2 separate regions of the Mus musculus genome follow, and region 2 is linked to region 1. The links are chromatin contacts, called in public Hi-C maps. All regions are on one chromosome and are shown on one strand. The core of a region is the stretch at or near the end of the contact, and the rest is flanking DNA. Distances in the headings are between cores, read along the strand shown. Region 1 overlaps Ntn1 (netrin 1). Region 2 overlaps Pik3r5 (phosphoinositide-3-kinase regulatory subunit 5).

What was found. A called contact is a pair of places that touch in the nucleus more often than the background predicts.
Region 2: a contact with region 1 is called in a Hi-C map of pancreatic cancer cells. The contact joins two enhancer-like sites. A contact is called at or near these places in 1 of 484 Hi-C or Micro-C datasets (pancreatic cancer cells), 1 of 115 datasets of contacts at active chromatin or transcription factors (double positive thymocytes) and 3 of 9 other capture datasets (adipose tissue, embryonic stem cells and liver).

The regions. Positions count from the first base shown.
Region 1 is chr11:68,209,980-68,216,701 of GRCm38.p6, forward strand. It overlaps Ntn1 (netrin 1), which reads right to left. Exons shown (of 7, transcript NM_008744.2): 7 at 1-3,355. The coding sequence ends at 3,027. Among named protein-coding and RNA genes, the nearest start is that of Mir6406, 7.6 kb to the right of the region's middle. Within about 2 kb of position 4,137, at least 97 of the 459 cell types and tissues checked have an H3K27ac peak or open chromatin away from gene starts, as enhancers often do. A contact at or near this core is called in pancreatic cancer cells, where this site is marked.
Region 2 is chr11:68,466,514-68,473,649 of GRCm38.p6, forward strand. All of the region lies in intron 1 of Pik3r5 (phosphoinositide-3-kinase regulatory subunit 5), which reads left to right. Among named protein-coding and RNA genes, the nearest start is that of Pik3r6, 33 kb to the right of the region's middle. Within about 2 kb of position 1,893, at least 53 of the 459 cell types and tissues checked have an H3K27ac peak or open chromatin away from gene starts, as enhancers often do. A contact at or near this core is called in pancreatic cancer cells, where this site is marked.

The DNA.
Region 1 (6,722 bases), core at 2,887-5,386:
CTGTACCCACTGCCTGTATGTAACCACTGAGGCAGAGTTCTAGAAAGTCCCTAAGGCCCTCGGAGAGGCCACCCCAGCCTCCCTAGGCTTTGCCCTTGGCATCTGACCCTCCCTCCCATCTGAAGGAGCCGGATGGTCCTGCCTCCTGCCCTGCTTTCTGGGACAGAAGCTCTGGCCAGAAACCACAGCTCACAGCTGTACCTAGGAGCATGTCATCACCTTCACCACATACCTTTGTGCCACTGTGTGTCAGCAAAGGAGGCATTCTGGTGACAGGGGACCAGACTACCCAAATGGTAAGCAAAGGGACAGCTGGGAAATCTTGACTGGTAAGTGACTAACCTGGTATGGTTTTCTTCAAAGACCTACATATCACAACTCTGTTAATACACTCTCAAACTCAAAAACCTACTTCCATTTTGCACCCCTTCCTAACTGTACAAAGAGGATGTCTTCTTCCCCCTTTCCATCTCCTCCCTAGGGTGGGTAGGAGACAGCTGCCTCCCTAAGGCTGGCTCTCAGGCAGAGGAGAGGTGGGCTGGATTCTGGTCCACAGAGGTGGTGGCTGTGACAAACCCTGCTCCCTCAGCAATGACCTTATCCACAACTTGGCTCATTTTGGCTATTTAATGTAGCCCCCATTGAGCAGGCCACAGAGGGCAGGGCAGGAGGCCTTGGTAGATTTCTAACAAGACGTCTCTGTTGCTTAGCAGGGGCGTGGGGGAAGTCTAGTTAAGAGACTTCGCTGGATACCAGGTGAGACTGGACTCCAGGGTTCAAGGGTGGAAGCTGGCCAGAGCATTAGACATGCTGGTACAGAAATGAGACCCCTGCTGTACAGCTGGATGTTATTTGCTACAGATGGTACCCAACAAACCATACTGGCTCTCCTGGATAGTGGACCTTGCCCTCAATCTCAAGCTTGGACCAGGGAAGCCACCTGACCCTTGCCAGGGTAGGTCTGTGTGCTCATGCCAGCCTCCCTCTGAAGCCTTAGTCTTCCTCCGGCTAGGGAAGCAGCTAAGCCACCTCTCCAGGCCCTCTCAGATGGCCATGCCTGTCTTCCTGGATCTTGCGGCTTTCCACTAGGGAGTCCATTCCTCATTCCCCGCCACTCCCGATGCCTCCTCAGGAGGTGTTGCTGGGTCTGTCCCAGACCATACTCCAGGCTCATATCCTCAGAGTTCTCTAGAGACAAGCTGCCTGGGTCTCAGTGGTAACCACTATCCCACCCAACCCTCGCCTACTGTGGGAGTGTCAAGAGGGCTAACTGCTGATGTGCAACTGTGGTGAGGTCAGAGTCTGAGTACCGGTGCTGGTGTGACCTTGGGCACGTGGACATGTCTTTTTACTGGTGAACACGAAGACAAGAGTGAATCCCTGCCTCGCAGGTTTGTGGTGAAAACAGGCCAGGAGCATATGGGTAAAGTGCCTGGCACCAAGAGGGTGCTCAGTAAGTGGCAGTGGTGATGTGGGCAGAAGTGGAGAAGCAGAGGGAGCCGTGTCACTGAGGGGCTGAGCTTCATCCCTCATATGGCCCTTCAGGGCAGCCAAGTGGGCAGGAGAAATGAAACCAATTTCCTGACTGAGAGGGCCAGGCCTCTCATCCAGTGTGCGGGGCGCGAGGCTAGAGGCCCGAGTACAGGGAGGCAGGGAAAGGCTAAAGGGGCCTGGGAAGCAACCAGAAGGGAAGCTTGGAGCTGCCTGCGTGAGGACATTAAGTCTCTAAGAGAAAAGAGAGCTAGGCATACAGGAGGGCCTGGGGACCTCCACAAAGAAGGCAGCCAGAAAGGAATAGACCAGACTGCCCAGGCTAGACCAAGACAGCTGGGAGCTAGAGTGGGTTTCTTAACCAAGGAGTCTATGTCCCTTTTCTGGGGAGCCAGCAGTGAGGGCGGCAGCAGGAAGCAGTCACAGAATGCTTGGACCCCAAGAACCTGACCATTCCTGGCCTTGCCCTCCAGCTTGGACGCCAGGCACCTTGCTGAGCAGCGACCCTACCCTGACTCAGGCAAGCCCCTTCCCCCAAGCCTGGTTCAAACTGCCTAGACAGCCGCTGGCATTCCAGACTTAACCAGGCCCTCTCCAGCTGTTGACATTGCTGTGAGGCCTTGTGGGAGCTGATGTCATTACACAAATAGTGTCACTGCCCTAAACCCCCGCCAGTACCCCTCCCCCTCCCCTGGAAAATGTCATAAAAAGGGCTGTTTCCAAGTTTCCAGCAAGGAAACTCTCTGGGAGGTTTTGGTTTGCAATGCCTCCTTCCACAGGCAGCTCCAGCAGAGGCAGTGACCACCCGGCTTGACTTCAGGGTCCTTAGGCCCTAGGCCCTCTGATGGGCCAGGAGCCTGGGCCAGCCCCACTGGAGTAGAGCAGGCCCCAGGAGAACTCTCCCCTCCCTACAGATGGTGAACTCCACCCAGGAGACCAGCCCAGCAGGTGGCAGTGGAGACCAAAGCTGGCTGATCCCAGTGTCATCGGGCCCTCTAACATAGGGACCTGTTGTCAGAGTCTGGAGTCCTGTGGGAATTCCTAGACAGCGGGTGATGGAGAAAGGAGGGGGGCGTGACTAGTGTCTGGTGGTGGATTGGTTGCCCCTGCCCAGGCTGCAGGCCCAAAAATTCACAGTTCTTACATCCCCCTTCAATAACCATCAAACACAGCGACTGTAGACCACTGTGCCATTCTGTTCCCGCCTCTCAGGACCTCCCTAACCCCTCCACGGCGACCCCCACCTAGCCCTAGGGAAGCGCATCTCTGTTCTGGAAGGAGCGCCGTGAGGTAGCTATGTCTTGTCCTCATTTCTCCAGGGCCTGGCCTGTCAATACAGGGTGCTTTCTGCCATGCGCATAAGAGCGCAGCCAGGGGTGTGAGGGTGGGGCTGGGGCGGAGCCGCTGAGGGCCCCGCCCCACTTCGACTTCGCCCCGCCCCCACCCTCCCAAAAAAACCCCTGACGGCCAAGTCCAAGGCTGCCAGCCTTTGCCAGCGCCCTGCCCGCCCTCCTGGAGCCCGCGCCACCTCCGCGCTAGGCCTTCTTGCACTTGCCCTTCTTCTCCCGTTGCTGGAACTTGCGCAGCCGCCGTGCCCATGTGTCCCGCCACTGGATCACCAGGCTGCTCTTGTCTGCCACGATGCCACTCTGGTCAGGTGAGTCCTCGGCATTACCCAACAGCAAGTACTTCTTGAGGGGCTTGATTTTGGGACACTTGCAGGCGATGTCTCGTGAGCGGATCCACAAACTCTGGTCACCACGGCGAATACGACTTGTGCCCTGCTTGTACACGGAGATGATGTTCACGGTGAACTTCCACCAGTCCCCTGCTTTGTCGGCCTTCAGGATGTGGATCTGGACAGCTGTGAGGAAGCAAACAAGTGGTGTGGGCCATGGCTGGGAAGTGCAGCCAGGTGCCCAGGTCCTGGGATGGGATGGGCCCGACCTGCACGATGTCCTACAAGAACCTGGAGTGGGATCTGGAAAGTGACTGCAAAGGGCTCCCCACGGGCAATGGGTGAGCTAAGCTCATCCCAGAACCTGAGCTAATACCTGGGCCAAAGCCCCTATCCCAAGAAGTGTTGCTCCTGCCTTTGTTGAAGGTGCCCCCCGCCCAACACTGCCTCTTGGAACATGTTGAGATCCATAAGGGAGACTCCAGGGAAGCGGGGTAGATGGATTAAGCATGCCCCTAGCTCTCTAGATAGTCTGCTTGCCCCTGAGGGCAGGTGGCTTTGATGACAGCAGGGCTGACTCCTCTGGAAATGAGGAGCACCTCACATGCCTAGACTTCCAAAGGCTCCAGCCACTTCACCCCAAGCCTTAGGATGGCACCTGTCCCCCAAAATCATCCTGACTTCAATGAAATTGAAACAGCCCATCAGGGAATTTTAGTACGCAGCATCAAGAGAGTCTGCCACTCACATGGCCAGAGTGCTTTTCCAGGGTCAGCCAGGGTCCTCAAAAATACTCCCTGCCAGGCTGCTAGCTCCCTTGGAGCCTCTCAGGTTCAGCACTGTCCCACTCCCTCCCCCCACCCCCAGTCTTCTTCTACAGGGGTTCTCAAACCAGACTGCGCCAGAGGTCCCTGGAGAGCTTCTGCAAATGGTGCGGTGCTGACTCCACCCACCCTTGAGCTTCTGACTCACCAGAACTGGGTAAAGTCCCCAGTTCACATGCTCTCCCCAGGAGTGCTGCTGCTACTGGGGGAAGACACTGGAGAGGAGCGGCAGATATGTGAAAAGATGTCCCTACTGAAGGCACTTTAAAGTAGAAGGGCATGCTTATGAGGGAGAGGCTAGGAGGTGGCTCAGTCAAGGAAGCATTTGCCAGACCATGAGTTTAGAACTCATGAGCAAAGCAGGACTCGTAACTACAATCCCAGCACTGGGCCATGAAGACGGCAGATCCTTGGTGCTTGGCATGTTCTCAGTTCAATGACAGACAGTCTTCTTTCTCCCAACAAGGTGGAGGACAACAGGAAGATACCCAAACTCAACTTCTGACCTACATACACACACACAAACACTCCATGTGTGTACACACACAACAACAGCAAAAGATGGAGGGAACACCAGGTTCCCTTCAAGAATTCCCTTGGTGCTGGGCTTTTGAGAGGCTGTGTGTGGTAAGTAGTGTGTTTGCATTGGCTTCCCGAAAACTGCTGGCTGTAGAAGCCCGTGGTTGGCCCATCTTAGGCCACCAGAGCCTCTCGGAGCCTACTTGGGAATTGCTGGCGAGAGAGGAACACACAGCCAATCACCCTCTACAGTCCAGGAGATTCCTAGAGAAGGCCTCAGCTGTGCTCAGTCTCATTCAAGGGAGGCAGACATTGTTCCTATCCCCATCGCCAGTGCTCCTTCCCTGCGCTGACCCCATATGTCACACAGTGTATGCCTCCTCCCTCAGGGCAGGGAAGCACTACCCCTGGACTATGCTGAGGACCACCTGACCAACTGACTGTCCTGAGCCCCCTGACTTAGAAACCCCAGGGAAGCCCAGCTCATCACTTCCCTGATTCTTCCACAGTCAGAAAGCCTGCCTGGGTCCCTGCTGCTCCAGGTGACTCCCCATTAAGGTCTCTGGTGTATAGGGGAGAGCACCCTGCTCCCTTCCTGTGCCCACATTGGCTGGCCAAGGTTGGGAAGCAGACAGCTGGTGCAGAGGAGCACCGGACGCTCCAACCTGCCCTCCTGGGCGAGGGAAGTGGCAGATTTTCCCATATTTTCATTTCAGCTGTTCTGGGCATCCTGAACTTTGCACTTCAGTCTGAGGGCTCCAAAGAATGGCTGCCATGGCAACCGTTTCCATGTTTTTGTCACCAAGGGATTCAACACTCAGTGTGAACTCTGAGGGTGGGGGGTGGGGAAACCCTCCAGCCTAGAGAAGTGACTGTGCTGACAGAGGTCACCGTGGCAACTGAGTGCCTCCTCAGCTAAGTGGTCGGGAGAACTCCCGCCAGAGCCCTGGTTTCCTTTCCTGGGAATGAGCTGAATGCAGAATGAGCCTCTCAGGACACAGCAGTTTCCCTGTGTGGCAGCCCTTGGCCAGCCAGTGTTGCCTGACCAAGAATGGGCTGGATGTGTGGAGGGCCCTCTGGCAGGGCCCTTGATGATGTAGTCTAATCCCAGACTCAGAGCATTGATGCCCCAAGCTCCTTTGCTGGAGCCCTTACATCCCTGCACCTCAGAGAAGAACAATCTAGAGACGGGGCCTTTCCAGAGGCAATTATGATGAGGTCATGAGGGTGGGCCTCATGCCAGGATAACTAGAGAGGTCTTGGGCATCAGCCTGATGGACAGGCTTGAGAGGGTCTCAGCTTTACAGAAAAGGACTCAGGAGAAGAGCTGGCTAGACAAGGTGGGCTTGGGCTGGACCCCCAGGTTCCCCAGGAGACTTTCCTTCTCGTGCTCCTGCAACAGCTCTGAAGATAAGCATCACCGGCTCACCCCAGGCCTGTCCGTGAATTATCCTGGAAAGGCAGGCTCCACTCCCTAGAGACTACCAGAGGCCTCAAGAGGACCTGCTTCACCAGAGCCCTGCAGGTCCCCACTGGACACGGCTATGTTCAAGAATTAAGAAGTTAGTTCCTTCTGTCTGTAGGGACCTTCCTAACTGCAGGCTGAGACAGTCCAGGCCCAGGGGCAGGGGAGGGTGGCAGCAGGATTCATGTGATTATGCTGAAAAAAAAAATCCACATTTCCGCTGCCCTTGGCAACGCCTCCGCACATTACAAAGCCCACCAAGTATGAGCTGCACACACAGTGCATGGGCCAAGTCCCTGCAGTGCACATACCGCTGAAAAGATTCAAAATACACATCGCAGCCGTGACCTCAAACAGACCTGCTCTGTGCGCTTAGGGAGAGCACGCTCTGGCAGCCGCGTGGCACACACCAGGACTGCTGTCACCTCTGACCGGCTGCTGGTTGCTGCTTCTGATCAGGAATGACCAAGGTCTCCAGACCACACCTAGATACCACTTGCTGATATGTGATCCCACTTGGCCAGGTGACTGAGCAACAGCTCTGCCAGCTTGGGGCCACACAGAACTCTCACACCCTGCCCTGGGCCTCAAATTGGTGTCCCGCCCAGAGGGCAGTATTTAGGAGTTAGGAGCCCTTAAAAAGTGAACTCAGCAGTATGTGGGCTCCACCCTCATGTGCAGAGCAGTGGCCCTCTTAGAGGCTTAACTGAGCCCTTGTCCCTCCCATCATGTGGTGCCACAACAA
Region 2 (7,136 bases), core at 643-3,142, 250 kb after region 1:
GTCAGGGGGTAGTTTTTGAGATGATGATGATGGTGATGGTGATGATGATGATGATGATGATGGTGATGATGATGATGGTGATGGTGATGATGATGATGATGATGATGATGATAAAGCGCCTCCTCTGCTTCTAGTTTGCTCTGTCTGCTTGCTTGTGGTTAAGATGTGAACTCTCAGCTTCCTGCTCCAGCTACTGTGCCTGCCACTCCACTTGCTGTCATCCCATACCTTCAATTGCAGGCTTTAACCCTCTGGAACTATATGCCCAAGTAAACTCTTCCTTCAGAGTTGCCTTGGTCCTGGGGTTTTATCCCAGCCACAGGTATAATTAGCACAAGCGTTATCACCGCGAAGCCATCTACAAATTCAAGGTGACCAAGCTTCTTCCACATGTCCAAGGATTTTTGCAGTTTTAATTACCATGTTTTTAGACTTGTGATCCTTTCCACATCACTTCTGTATCGTTCTGGATCTTTCTGCATAATGAGAGGATGTGGGTTTTCATTTGCTCTCGTCTTTTCTGTCTCTCAAAAGTTTTATTCATAAAAATTGCTTATTTTAAAGTTTATTATCTTTATTTCTCTTGATGCTATTATAAGTGGGGCCTTCCCCCTAGGACATATCTTAATGTAAAGAGAAATATGGGGCTGGAGAGATGGCTCAGCAGTTAAAAGCACTGACTGCTCTTCTGAAGGTCCTGAGTTCAAGTCCCACCAACCACATGGTGGCTCACAACCATATGTAATGATGCTCTCTTCTGGTGTGTCTGAAGACAGCTACAGTGTACTGACGTATAATAGTAAACTAAATCTTAAGAAATAATTGAGAAATATTAATTTCTATGTTATTTTTTATCCAACAACATTCTCTAAGTATTTTCATTGTTACAGCCATGTATTTTTTTGTTGTTGTTGTTGCTGTTGTTGCTAACTGCAGTTTCTATAATATATCAGGAAGGGGCGAGGATAAAAGCCAGCAGCTCCGCCACTGACAACGCTGTAGTTTTTGAAAGACATATGACTTACAAGACCTCAGAGCTTAGCCATGCACTTGGCCTGCCATTACTCAGAATACCCAGCTGAGCCAGAAATGAACTGAAATGAAGAACCTCAGAGTACAAAGCCAAGCAGTCGTGAGCAATGAGACCAGCCAGCCTTTCAGCTGCTGTCCACACAGTGGTATCACCGTAGTAACTATACCTAGTGTGAGTGTCCAAAACAATGATTTCAGCAGCAGAAGTCGGCCATAAAATGTGTAATACAAACCTGAACCTGTACTTTAGGCAATAGAGTGAGTGATCCAATATGAAGAGAAGGCATATGACCGACCCCAGAATGATTCAGAAATCATTGAAAAAATGACCTGGGAATTCCTGTCCTCACCAATACATTTTGAACTTTTGATAAACCAGAGTTCCCGAAATAGATATTTGAGAACCTGTTCCAGTAACTCTGGGAGAAATTAGAAAAGTAATTCAAATTAACTTGTTAGCGAGAGCTGAGGTGACTCACACCATCGGGAGGATGGGAGCTCCCATCCAAGCAAGTGAGTCTGGGCTCAGACTTCCACTGTCTCTGAGGGCAAGCCTTCCTCAGTAAGGTCAGCCAGCCCTCTGCACTGGCTCAGAAGAGGAACTTGAAAAGGAAAAAGCCATTGTTTAATGTTTTAACACTGCCCATCAGGGGAGCCTGCCTGGCAGCAGCTGGAATTTTATAAAGGGGACTCCTCTTAATGAGGGGAATCCCAGGATTGGACATCCGATACTGAACGGAGCAGGTCTTGCTTTTCAAGCTTTTGAAAAAGGTCTCATCCCACTGTCTACTGTCACCCCTTCCCCAGAGCCAATGGGGTTCTGCCCACAAGTCATAAGGAATGGCAGTTGTCAGTGAGTCATCCTGACAAAGCGAACCTCGTGCATGGCCAAGCGTGGAGCACAAGGGCTGACTTCACCCACAGGCTCCAGATGAGCCCACCCCCACTCTCATCTTTGTACTTCACCGAGGGGCTCCCCCACGGGACCTCTATTGCCTCCCTCAGGCTCCCAGGCCAAGCACTCAGTAGGTCCCAACTTTTTTTAAAAAGTCATCTATTTGTGTTTACGTTTATGGGTGTTTTGTCTGTACGTATATCTGTCTGCATACCACGTGCATGCCTGTTGCCCAGGAGGCTAGAAGAGGTTGTTGGATCCATAGAACGAGAGATACAGGTGGTGACAAGGCACATGTGAGAGTTGGCGATTGAAACCTGGTCCTTTGGAAAGTAAGTACTGGTAACCGCTGAGCCATCTCTTCAGCCCCAGGTCCTAACTCTTAAGAGCATGGACCAACGCCTAGATGACAGAAATAGTATAGGGAGCCCAGCATATCAGTGACTCTGCCCTGGGCTTGGAGGATATCTGGCTCTTGACCTTGGTTGTCTCCTTAGAGCCAGGGAGCACCGAGGAGTCTACAGGAGGAAGGATGGAAGGGCATGCATCAGCAGGTACTGGAGAAGGGTGCTGCTGACACTGGGGAAGGCTGCTAGCAGCAGACCAGGACACTGGACTCTGATACCTGTAAGGACAAGGCATGGCAGAAGAAAACACGGTGGCTGAGAAGGCTCATTCGTGACTCACCTTTGCATCATGACAGTGTAAGGCAAAGGTGACTCACACTGGCCTCCTAGCAAGACCAGCTTGTCCATCACTTCAGGGGTTGGGCAGAGGGGCGACTTAACAGCCAGTTCACACTTCTATCCTTTCCTCAGGCTGGAGAGGCAGGGCCCAGGTTGCCACCATGCACAGGGTGTCCTCTTCTGAATAATAAGGGGGTCTGTTTTCTGGAAGAGGTAGGCTGGACTGGGCAACTGGTGTAGATAGACATGCCAGGGTTCAAGATTACCAGCAACCGGGAATGCCAACCTCTTTAAGAAAAATCCCAAGAATTGAGTTTTCCCTTGGAGTGCATTGGTTTTCTTTCCTTTCTAAACTGCATCTGATTTGCTGAGGGGCAATGTGTGCAGAGTTAAGAACCCAGACGTCCTGGGTTTGCATTCTGGCTTTGCTACCTGTGATGGTTTGTATATGCTCTGCCCAGGGAGTGGCACTATTAGAGGGCGTGGCCCTGTTGGGGTAGGTGTGTCACCGTGAGTGTGGGCTTTAAGACCCTTATCCTAGATGTCAGGAAGCCAGTATTCTGCTAGCAGCCGTTAGATGAAGATGTAGAACCATCAACTCCACCTTCATCATGCCTGCCTAGATGCTGTTATGCTCCTGCCTTGATGATAATGGACTGAACCTCTGAACCTATATGCCAACCCCAATTAAATGTTGTCCTAATAAGACTTGCCTTGGTCATAGTGTCTGTTCACAGCAGTAAAACCCAAACTAAGATACTACCTCTGAGCTATGTAAACCTGGGCAAGGTATTCTACTCCTCTGTGTCACTAATTGCCCATCTTTTTCTCCTACTCCACTACTGTCCCACAGAGGTGGTCTAGCCTCCTGCCTCTTACTGCTGGGTTGCCCACCCTGATGGTTACCTACTCAGAGTAACAAAACTGTTCAAGCCCAGCTGTCTTTCTAGTGTCCTGCCACCCACACAGTGGACTTGCAAGCTGTCCTTCTGCCTCTTCCCTGTTCCCTGCCAATGTTCCTGATGAATTGGGTATGATTTGGTGGTATCTCACCTGGTAGGAGACTCATATCCTCAGACAATGTCTTCAGGTCCCTCAAGCCCTTGGTTTTAGAGAGCAGGTGCACCTTCCGGAATGGTCGATGACCCTTTTCCCCTTTGCAGTCTTATGGTGATGAACACACATACACTGCTGTTCCAGGTCCATGCAAACACCACCCAAGATAGTTGCAGCCACTATCCAAGTGCCTTCCGGAACTTTAAATATTTATTTAATTATTCATTCTGTGTTTATGTGTGAGTATATATACGTGAACGCAGGTACCCGGAGAGACTAGAAATGTTGCATCCCCCTGGAGCTGGGGTGACAGGTGGTTGTGAGCTGCTTGGTGTGGGTGCTGGGAACTGAACTCAGATCCTCCACAAGAGCAGCAAGTGCTCTTAACTGCTGAGCTACCTCTCCAGGGAACTTTAGGATGTAGGGCATTCAGCACTCTGAACTTGGGGTTTGGGTTCAGCCACAGCTAGGAAGAAGGAAAAGTCCTACTTGCTCCCAGGCTCTTGGGAGAGGTATGGCTTTCCTATAGTTCTACCGTGCTCCTGGTGGCCTAGAGCAGGCTCCGTATCCCCTTCGGCTTCCAAATTCCTCTTGTGGAAACTGAAGGGCTGTTGGGCAGCAGGCTATGTGTCTGCTTTGCCACTGGGATGCCGGAGCGTTCAGGGAAGCATGCCCCTCAGGGAAGGCAGAATACAGCCTGCGATGGGGGGGAAGGGGTGGTCCCAGCCTGTGTTCTTCCTGATGAGAAACAGCAGGGGCTGGAATGGATGCCATGGCTCTCAGTTTTCTGTGTACCCAGACATAGCTGGGGTCTGAGAGGATTTGAAACTAGTCCCCATGCCAGGCAGAAAGGGGATAGTTGAGCTGGGGATGAGGAGAATCGGGTTTGGTTCTGGTGAGTGCCGGTAGTAGAGAGGGGCTGAAGGCCTTCTCTGGGAGATTTAGACACAGTTCTATGGTCTCCCCCCACAACTGGGATCCCCCCACCCAAGGATCCTGCTTCGGGTCCTCCTTGTCCAAACTGCTCTGCTCATGGTGGATGTGAATTCAGGGTGAAGCAGGGATTAAACACCCTTTGCCGAAAGGGATACCTAGGAAGGGAAGCTCATTGGCTAAACACTCGGGAGTGTATCTAGATCCCTCGTTAGCATGGAGAACCCCAGGTTTTTATGCTACCTGACTAGTTGTCGTGGTCCTCTCAATAGGATGTCACAGTTACGTGGTCCATCCAAGAGAGGTAGACTCTGGCTGGAAGCCGGTTCCAACACCTGCTGTTCTCGATTACGAGAATTCTAGGGAGTTGGGAGGTGAACCTGTATCAATCTTACCAGGTCTACTGTCTGGTGGTATGGTCTACTTGCCCACAAAGGACCAGCTGGGGTGACTTCCCATCTCCCTCAAGAACTTGGCCTAGGATTGATGGAGGAGCAGCTATGAGGACAAAGGCTAGATTTTGTCTCTAAAGTTGTCTATAGAGAGGCTTTCACTGTTCCAGCGGCAGGTGCCGTCAGCTCCAGGCTGATAGACATGATGTATAGGAGCTAGCGTTTGGACTGTCACTGAGATCAGCCGCTCATCACAGGTGTTAACCCCATGGTCATTCAGGCTCGCTGGGTACCAGCACAGCCCAAGATGAAAAAATAGCTGAGCTCAGGAAACTGCCTCATCTGCCTGGGGGGCAGTGGATTCTACGTAGTTTGAAGGCAAATGTGGCAGCCGTTCTGAAAGGGCTTACAGATACCTTGAGGCATCTCAACATCACCAAGAATAACATTTAGGGGCTTGATCATGAACAGTAAATGAGTATTCTTCTTAACTCAAATCACCATCCCAGTATCTGGGGCCATGGAACCCGGGTCAGGCTGTGTTCCAGGCAAACCCCGTGTCCTGACACCGTGCTCCAGGGTCTAGGTCCTTGGCAAGCTCATTCCTACACCCAGACCTTGGCAATACTAGCTCCTCTTTCTGGAATCCTCTTCCCCTCACTTAACCCTAGGTGTCCCTGTCTGGCTTTAAGTCCCCTCTTTGAAGACTCTAAATAACCTACTGTGTGGCTGGCCAGCTCTCCCTCTCCCAGCACTATCCACTCTTCATAGCCTTTGTCATCTCCCAGGAGTCCCCCTTTGTATGGTTGTCAGAGTCAATGTCTTCCACCCAGGAACTCGTGCCTGCTCTGTCCTGGGCACATAGTAGGTGGTCAGGAAATGGAAGACGATATGGTTCATGGGTGCTGCTTTGCCATCCCAGTTTCCCGATGTGTCATTCTCTAGGGACATCTGTGGGACAGCTCACAAAGGGCTTACTTTTCAGGGGGTGCTTGTTCTCCATCTAGATGGGGAGACAGGAGGATTTGCCTAGATTGAGGCTCTGAGATCTGGGCATCTGGGTCTGGGAGTTTATCCCTCTTTGCATGTCGTTTGCATGGCTCAGTTTGGAGGTTCTGCTTCCTCTTCTGGTTTCCTGGTTGGTCCTCAGATCCACAGGACTGCTCCAACACTTCCTCAGTGTCCTGGATGACCTTGCCTGACCAGCCCAGGGACAATGTCCACAGTGAGATAAGTCCCGGAGGGCAGGCAAGTGTGGCAGAGATGGTTGTGTGGTATAGATCTCTCAGGGATGCTCAATTAGGGCCTTGTGTTTCCTCCCCACAGCCTCCTGACATCTGCACCATCACCATCCCCACTTCACAGATGAGCAAACTGAGGTTTGGGGGAAGCTCAGGCATTTGCCACAAATCTTGGGACTAGCGAAAATCAGAGTCCAGTTTGGGTCTCGCTCTGGTGGAAGCCACAACCTGGCTTAATCATCATGACAAATGCCTGTCTTAGCTTCCAAAGGACCCAGAAAGCTCTCTCCAGAACCAAGACATGGGGTTTGCTCTATTGGAGACTCTCAGTTTCCTACCTGGTGTTAAAACCGCTCCTGAAGTCCGCTCCTTGTGGCCCCCTAGTTGGGCCAGCTAAGCCTCAGGAAAATGTGGAAGGGCAATGGGCAAGGGCTTTAGATAGACTGCAAAACACTCAAGGCAGAAAGGATCTGGACATCCGAGCTGAGGTGGTATGGGTTGTACAGGGTGAGGCAACGTGTGGGAAGAGACCCCCACCCTTGTCCTAGCCCTTGCAGTGGCGTTGGGGTGTCCAGCATGTGGAGGGAGATCCTGCAGCCCCACCCCTGCAGGACCAGGAGACACAGGTCTGGAAATTCACAAGAAAATCTCCCACGTGGTTTTGATTCCTCCCTGGAGGTCCCTTGCCCAGATGTCAGAGGTCTGGCCATTCTCTAGATATCCCTGGACATTTTCCTCACTCCCTACTGCCCAGTGAGTAGGCACATCCCATTTCCCGCTCCTTTCCCATCCTGGAACTCTGTTTTTCTCCACTCCATGCTTTTCTGTCCCGTGAGTGTCCTCTCCTGCCATACGGATAAACCTTCCGGAAGCTGCTCCCTCCCTGTAGACAGCCAGGAGC